2 separate regions of the Mus musculus genome follow, and region 1 is linked to region 2. The links are chromatin contacts, called in public promoter capture Hi-C maps. All regions are on one chromosome and are shown on one strand. Each heading gives the region's core, a stretch centred on a gene start, on an enhancer-like site or on the middle of the called end of the contact. The rest is flanking DNA. Distances are from core to core; before and after follow the strand shown. Region 1 holds the start of Tmem14c (transmembrane protein 14C). Region 2 overlaps Bloc1s5 (biogenesis of lysosomal organelles complex-1, subunit 5, muted).

Region 1 (3,409 bases), core at 456-2,955, 2.4 Mb after region 2:
GCCCACAGTTGTGGAAGGAAAAAAATTGTCTCCCCACAACTTGTTTTCTGGCCTCCACATTTGTACCACCACACATGTGCCCCCTCTCACATCCCCACATACACACAAAGTCATCTATGATAGAGTTTGTTTGTTTGTTTTTTTTTTTATAAAACATAACTTGGCTTTGGGAGGAGTTGTATGTAAACAATGTTTTAATTGAGCACGTGAGGCATCCTTGTAATCCTGGCATTCAGGAGGTAGAAGGAGTTCCGAGAATTAGAATTGAGGCAGTTTCTGACCACCCGAGAGCTTGTGTAAAGAAAACAAAATGTTAGAAGAAAACATGGGCTTCAATGATACAGTTAGCTGGAATCTCCTGGTTGTCCAAGCTTTTGTAACAATTCTATGTGGTTTGATTGCAACTTGGAGCCTTGACCTTTCCCTAGTGCCTACAGGAGTGAGTTGTATCTTCTACCTAGTCCTAGTTTATTTCCGGGATCCTTCTGTTGGCAGGCATCTAGGAATCTTGGTGCAGCCGGCCACTGTTATACCCACAGTGGCAAAGAGTTAACGGTCTCCTGAGAAGTGCACAGACAGAAGTGTATGAGGCTGGCATAACTAGGAATCCAGATAGCATGTGCCTGGAGCCTCAGTAACCCAGGAGGCTCCCGAGAGAGGATCACTTGAGCCCAGCAGTTCCAGGCCAGCCTGGGCAAAACAGAGTAGTTAAATAGTCCAAGATGCTGTATTTGCAGACACCAAAATTACGTGAGACGTTCAAGTATGATATACAGGAGACAAAACATTCACAGTCCATGACTAGGGCCATCACACGCAAGCCCCGGATTAAGTCCTTGACTACGTGTGTCCTCTACAGCAAGACCCTCAGTGCTCTTAAGGGCCAATACGTACAGTGCTTCTCTGATAGAGCGTGTGGGATTCAGTTCCGCACTACTATCTGCGCCAGGTTGCCGCCATCTTCATGAGGGTCAGCTGTGCCTGCTTGCAAAAGATGGTCCCAGCTGGGCTTGTTGACTGTTTGCCTGACTGTTCACCTTCATTTAGAAAAGGAGTGGAGAGGGTCGTGGGGCCCCTCACCTATATCCCGTTACCCCTTCCACCCAGTTTCATGCATTCTGACCTAGTTGCATGTGACTTGAGGAAGGGCTAGAGTTTATAGGTGGACAGGGACTAGGAAACGGGGCTCTGCACAGCCATAAGTAAGCCATCATTCTCGCTGGGTATAGGTTTTCCAGCATGACTTGTCCCTTCTGCCTGAAACTCCTCAGTCATGCTTTGTAAGGAACTTTAATAAACTCATTGGTTCCTCGGGGTGAACTTTGATTTGTAATTGAGACCTTCTGAGGAGTAAATACTTAGGCTCTCCCAGGGCAAAAATTTCTTAAAAATAGATTGGTTCACTGTTTAAATGTCTATACTTAAGATCTATACTGGGCACATGGCAGTACATAAACACTTTGAGTTGCTTTGACTTGTGGCTGATATGCCTCTTCTACCAGCCTGGTACCCTTTCCTGATGGCTTTTATTAATCCCATTATCCTTGTATCAAACTGGCTCACCCTCGGAGTACGGACCCCAAACTCAGCAGCCAAACCTGGTGCTCCTCCACCCCACTACTCCCAAGCCGGAACCAAGCCCCGCCCCATCACCCGAAGACCGCCTAGGATGATGCCCAGCCAATCACCTCAGGTTCCTCCCGGCTATCCAGGTCCCGCCCCTCCCGCTAGGACGCAGCGCACGCTGTGACGTCTGCACACCCGGCTCCTGACCTCGGCTTCTCGCTGTCTGCTCGCGCCCTCGTCCTACAGCACAGGCCTCCCGGCTCCGGCTCCGGCTCCAGTGTTGGTTGGGTGTGTTCTTACTTTGCCGACTCTATCACCAGGGGAATCGTTCCGTGCACACTCTGCTGAGCTCGCTTCCCCGGCCCGCTTCCCGCCTCTCTAAAATGTTCTCTAACTGCGGTTCCGGGAGTGGAAACCTAAACGCGCGTGCGCTGCTTCCGCGCCACGGAGGGCTTTTCCGTAAGAGAGCAGGAGTCACTTTGTAGGGTTGTAGCGCGTCTAAGTGCAGTTGCGACTAGGGTTCCGAGCATTTTCTGGTCCCTTGCTCCAGCCTAATAGGAGCCGAGGGTTGGGTGCAAGGGTTTCTAAAAGTTTGCAAACTGAGTATGGAGGACGTTGGAGAGAAAGCAGCATTTACCCTGCTTCTCGGAGACGCTAAGAAGAATGGAGGTACAGGCCATTTGTTTTCTGATTTAGCAATCAACTAACTGATGAGACAGTCAGCTGCTCCAGAGCTGCTCCGTGACTCCTGCTCGTTTCGGTGGGCCTGTGCTATAGTAGAGGCTGTGGTAAAAATATTTGGTGTCTCTACAACACTTAATATTCACAGAGGTGTTTTACTTGTTATCCAGTTACCTTCACTGGACAGCAGAGCTAGGGCGACTAGTGACTGTGTGTGTCCAGGCGGCAGTTGCAATCACACCCAGAGCTGTACCTTGAACTCATTTCTTCCTGATTGCTAGAGGTCAGCGTGTCTCTTGACTGCTCTGACCTCTCCTCCACAGGTGCAGGCCTGGTGTGGTCTCCAAAGCGACTGAACAATGCAGAAAGACAGTGGCCCATTGTAAGTGCCCTGTGCATCGGAGTAGAATCACTGGGAGCCTCTAAAACCAGAGCACATGACGGGAACCTCCAGCTTGGCACTGCCCACCAGGCAGCGTAGGTTGTGACATGATCCTTGAACTAGCGGCCTGGGACATGGACTTGAATCCAGTTCTGCCACTGGCTAGTTCTTTCACCGAGCCTGCCACCTGGCCTATCTTTCTTTCTGATTGGGCACTGGCAGAATTTGCTGGAAACGACAATCCTTTTGTCCCTGAGGATGATTTAAGCAATTACATTTACTTCTTTGTGTGGATGCATTCGTGCCATGTTGAGTTTGTAGGTGTCAGAGGACAATTTTCAGGAGTTGCGGGAGTTGATCTTCTGCTATGTGGACCATTGTAATGTAACCAAACTCAGGTTGCCAGCCTCCGGGAGCCGGGGGTGGGGGGCGCATCGCCACCAAGGCCAAGTTCCCGCAGGCCCCATCCAGTGATTTTGTGTGTTGTATTTTATACTCGGTTGACACTGGCTTCTCCCTTTGGCCTTTTCAGGATGCCTTTACATTATTTTGGTTTCGGCTATGCAGCCCTGGTTGCTACCGGTGGGATTATTGGCTATGCCAAAGCAGGTGAGCCTTTCTTGTTACTCTTAAAATTGTCACCTTAGTCCAGTGACATGTGGGTCCCCAGAGCCCTTGACACCTAATATGGCTTGACTCAAGTTTGCTTTAGGCCCTGAGTACACCCTGCATTGGCCTCTGATTATCTGGCTGAGTGGAGCCAGGCGTTTTTTTTTTTTT
Region 2 (3,448 bases), core at 614-3,113:
CTCGAGTCACCCATTTTTACCTTTTTCCGTTCCTGTTCTCTCTGCTGGAGTCTGCAGATGGAGTCGTTAGCTGCTTGCACTGAAATAAAACAGACGGTGGGTTTCAGTGGCAGCCTCTGGTCAGGAAGACACGTCTCTGGAGTCTTTAGCTCTCAACAGAGTGTATTAAAGATAGATATCAGCTGCCAGTGGGGGTGTGGCCAAGAGGAAAAATGCACGATGTCAGCATATTCAGGATGGCATGGCTGGAACAACCGCAGTTGGGAGCTCTGAGCTGTCACCCAAAGAGCACAGAAATACTAAGCCCCCTGATATGTTGGCATCAACCGCCTTAATCAATGTTCTCTGAAAAGGGGTGAACTCACAGTCACATTCAGAGCAACGAGGCCCATCATCTGAGCCTTCTCTCTGAGGCAAGGCCCGACAGCCAGATGGCCCCCATGGTTTTCCACTCATTCTTCTTGTCACTGCTCCTGTCTTCTAACTAGTTCATCCTGGATGCTGCTACAACATTTACCTCTCCCAGGTCTGAAAGTTCATGAAATCATTTCCATTTCTTCAGAACCAACATTCTAATGTAAAGTGAGCATCCCCAAGTTCAAAATGTTTTAAAATTTAAGACCTTCAGAGAGCTGGCATGACGGTACAAGTAGAGACTTCCACACCAGACCCCATGTGTCTCAGGAAAGACTCCGGTCATAAAATATTGCACAGCCACTGCCAGGCTGGTGTGAACCCCTGAGTTCCTCAGACCTTCCCATCACCAGTCTAACTTTACTTCTGCTCCGACAAAGGGAACTGGTCTGCAGGCTAGCAGGCAGCTTTGCCGTCTGTGACTGCTCTGCCCTTCTGCTGGTCCACTGATTCCTGACATGCTTGCGGATCCCTGCTACGCGCCTCGTCCTGCTCTTGCTGGGTTCCTCCCTTCTCGGCTCCTCCTCATCTACCTGCTGCCTTTGCGTCTTAGCCCTTGCTCTGGGCACACCGACCTCCTTGCTCTTTCCACTGTGCCGGCCGACCATACTCCCACCACGAGGCATTTGCACTTCCTGCTCCTCAGAACACGTTTCTCCCAAGTCTCCTGCAAGTCTGTCTGTGTCTTACTTATTTTACAAATGAGGAACTAACAACAGGACCTCAGGATGGACATGATCATTCATGAGAAAGATAGCAAACATGCCCACTAAGAGATTAAGTATTATCAATAAGAACCACGTAACTGGGGAGTAAGCTACGTGAGTGCGAGGACCTAAGTTTGAATTTCCAGCTGCTGTGTCTGCACACCCCACACTGAGGGTAAAGGCAGTCTAGCCAAAACTCTGAGACCCAGGGTCATTGTGAGATCTACATCACAATCTGGTTCACAAGTGAGTTCCAGACCAGCCTAAGCCACAGGAAAGACCCTGTCTCAAAAGTCACTCTTGAGCAGTGTCAAGTGGTGGTGCGCTGAGGACCCTGTTCACCCTACTACCCTCACACAAAGCCCTCACTCACTCTCCCTGTCCTCTGATGAAGTGCTTTCAGTTGTGAATTCCCTCAGCAGAGGCAGACTGCTACAGGACCACCCTCTGTTACAGCTGCTGAAGCTGGAAGCCATCTGTCTGTCTTCTTCTCCCTGCCTAGGGCTAACGACCCGTCCACATCAGGGCAGGGACAGCGGTTTCTCTTTCAGAAAACTGTGAAGCCTCCACCTCCTGGATGCAGCCAGCAGATTTCATTTTCAAAAGCTTTATCCTCAGCGGCTATTAACAAACTTTCCTAGATCACAGATGACATCTAAGGACGGGGGATTAGCTTACCAATCATTTTTCTTCCTTAACAAAACAAGAGAGGAGTTGATTAGATCTGCCTTCTTCCTGCGGCAGTGAGTATGACCTCACCATCCCTAAGCATGGTGCTATCATTTCCTGTTCGTCTTTTTTCCTTCCTGGCTCTGTGAACAGATCTTAAAAATCTGTGTTTCTGTCCTCGGGTCATTTTCATTTTTGGATCACCCCAAGTGCAGTGTGAAGAAAAGTTGAAGGGCCATGTGACTTCTGCTGTCACCTGTCACAGCACCCCTGCCCCAAGATTATAACTACATCATCCCCCTCCCCTTTCCTCCTCTAAAACCTGCCCATCCACTCTTCTTGCTCTCTTTTCAGGCCATGGCCTCTTTGTTCGTTATTACAACAAGCATACATGGACATCCATGCATAGCCTACATGTGACCTGTGCAGTCTGTAAATGTTACTTGCATGCATGCTTTCAGGGCTGAGCATTTGGTTCTGAAGAGCAAGCTACTGTGCTCGTCTCTGGGAAGACCATGTCTCCTGCTCCCACCACTCCTTAGCTGCCTGTAGCTCTTTGAGTGGGGCTGAGGCCTGTGGGCTTTTCCCCATCCACTTTGGCATGTCTGTGGGTGTCACCTGTGCTTAGCTCATGCTTAGACTGTCATGGTGATGAGACTTCATGTGTGTAGCTTCTGTCATTACTAGGAGACACAGTCTCACAGCAAACTCCCTGGGCCTCTGGCTCTTACAGTCTTTCTGCCCCTTCTTCAATGTCCCCTGGGCCTTGGATTCCGGAGTGTTAAGCAGATATATTCATTGGGACTAGGCTCTACAAATTTGCATTCTGACTAGTTATGGTTTTTTGTGGTGGCTCTGTCTACAGTAAAAAGAAATGTCTTGGATGAGGCCTGAAGCCTATACTTATCTGTAGGCTGTCACAGCCTTTACAAACTTCTTTTGGATGAAGGGGATAAGCCTACACTTGTCTTCCTCTACAGAACTGTCTCCATGTTTGGAAACAAGATCCGTCTTCAGAATTTGCCTCCCTGTGAAGTTATCCACATTCCAGCCACATAGAAACAACACAGAAAAGGCTTTTTTATTTCATGTTGTGTGTGTGTGTGTGTGTGTGTGTGTAGGTACATGTGCTCTAAAAGGTCAAAGGGCAGCTTTGGATTTGGTTCTCTCGTTCCACTGTGTGGGTTCTAGGCATCAAACTCGGGCTGTCAGGCTTGGCAGCAAGTGCCTTTCCCCACTGAGCTTTTCTGAACTTTTAGTTTTCCTTTCTAAAACCTATAAATAAATAATCACCTGACCACTCTATAAAAGTCCCATCCTTAGTGATCAGTGTGACCAAGAGAAGGCTCATATTGTACCACTTCACATCACTTTGTGGCATGCTTTTCAACGGGAAGCACTGTCTTCTGCTATCTGTGTCAGGACGCTATGTTGACTTGTGATAAACAACTGTAACGTATCAAGTGCTCCAGGGTCTCAAGCAGCCAAGGTTGCCCTCACATTCACTGTGTGGCCACTGTGGTCTTAAACTCCTGGTGCTCTTGCCTCCTCAGCCTCCCGAGTGCGGTGCAGATGGATCAGTCCATTTGGTGAATACAGAGGGTAAATGCTTTTCTTTTCATCTTTCCAAAAGGAGATGAGCACCCTTGCATTGTTAC

What was found. Promoter capture Hi-C pulls out the DNA fragments that hold promoters and counts their contacts.
Region 1: a contact with region 2 is called in a promoter capture Hi-C map of liver, with 4 times the contacts expected there. The contact joins the promoter of Tmem14c here to the enhancer-like site in region 2. A contact is called at or near these places in 5 of 39 promoter capture datasets (the 3T3-L1 cell line, embryonic stem cells, hippocampal neurons and 1 more), 1 of 484 Hi-C or Micro-C datasets (CD8 T cells) and 1 of 9 other capture datasets (liver).

Annotation. Positions count from the first base shown.
Region 1 is chr13:41,014,545-41,017,953 of GRCm38.p6, forward strand. It overlaps Tmem14c (transmembrane protein 14C), which reads left to right and starts at 1,706. Exons shown (of 6, transcript NM_025387.3): 1 at 1,706-1,854; 2 at 2,571-2,629; 3 at 3,162-3,238. The coding sequence starts at 2,607.
Region 2 is chr13:38,612,623-38,616,070 of GRCm38.p6, forward strand. It overlaps Bloc1s5 (biogenesis of lysosomal organelles complex-1, subunit 5, muted), which reads right to left. Exons shown (of 5, transcript NM_139063.3): 4 at 21-79. Among named protein-coding and RNA genes, the nearest start is that of Bloc1s5, 21 kb to the right of the region's middle. Within about 2 kb of position 1,864, at least 26 of the 459 cell types and tissues checked have an H3K27ac peak or open chromatin away from gene starts, as enhancers often do. A contact at or near this core is called in liver, where this site is marked.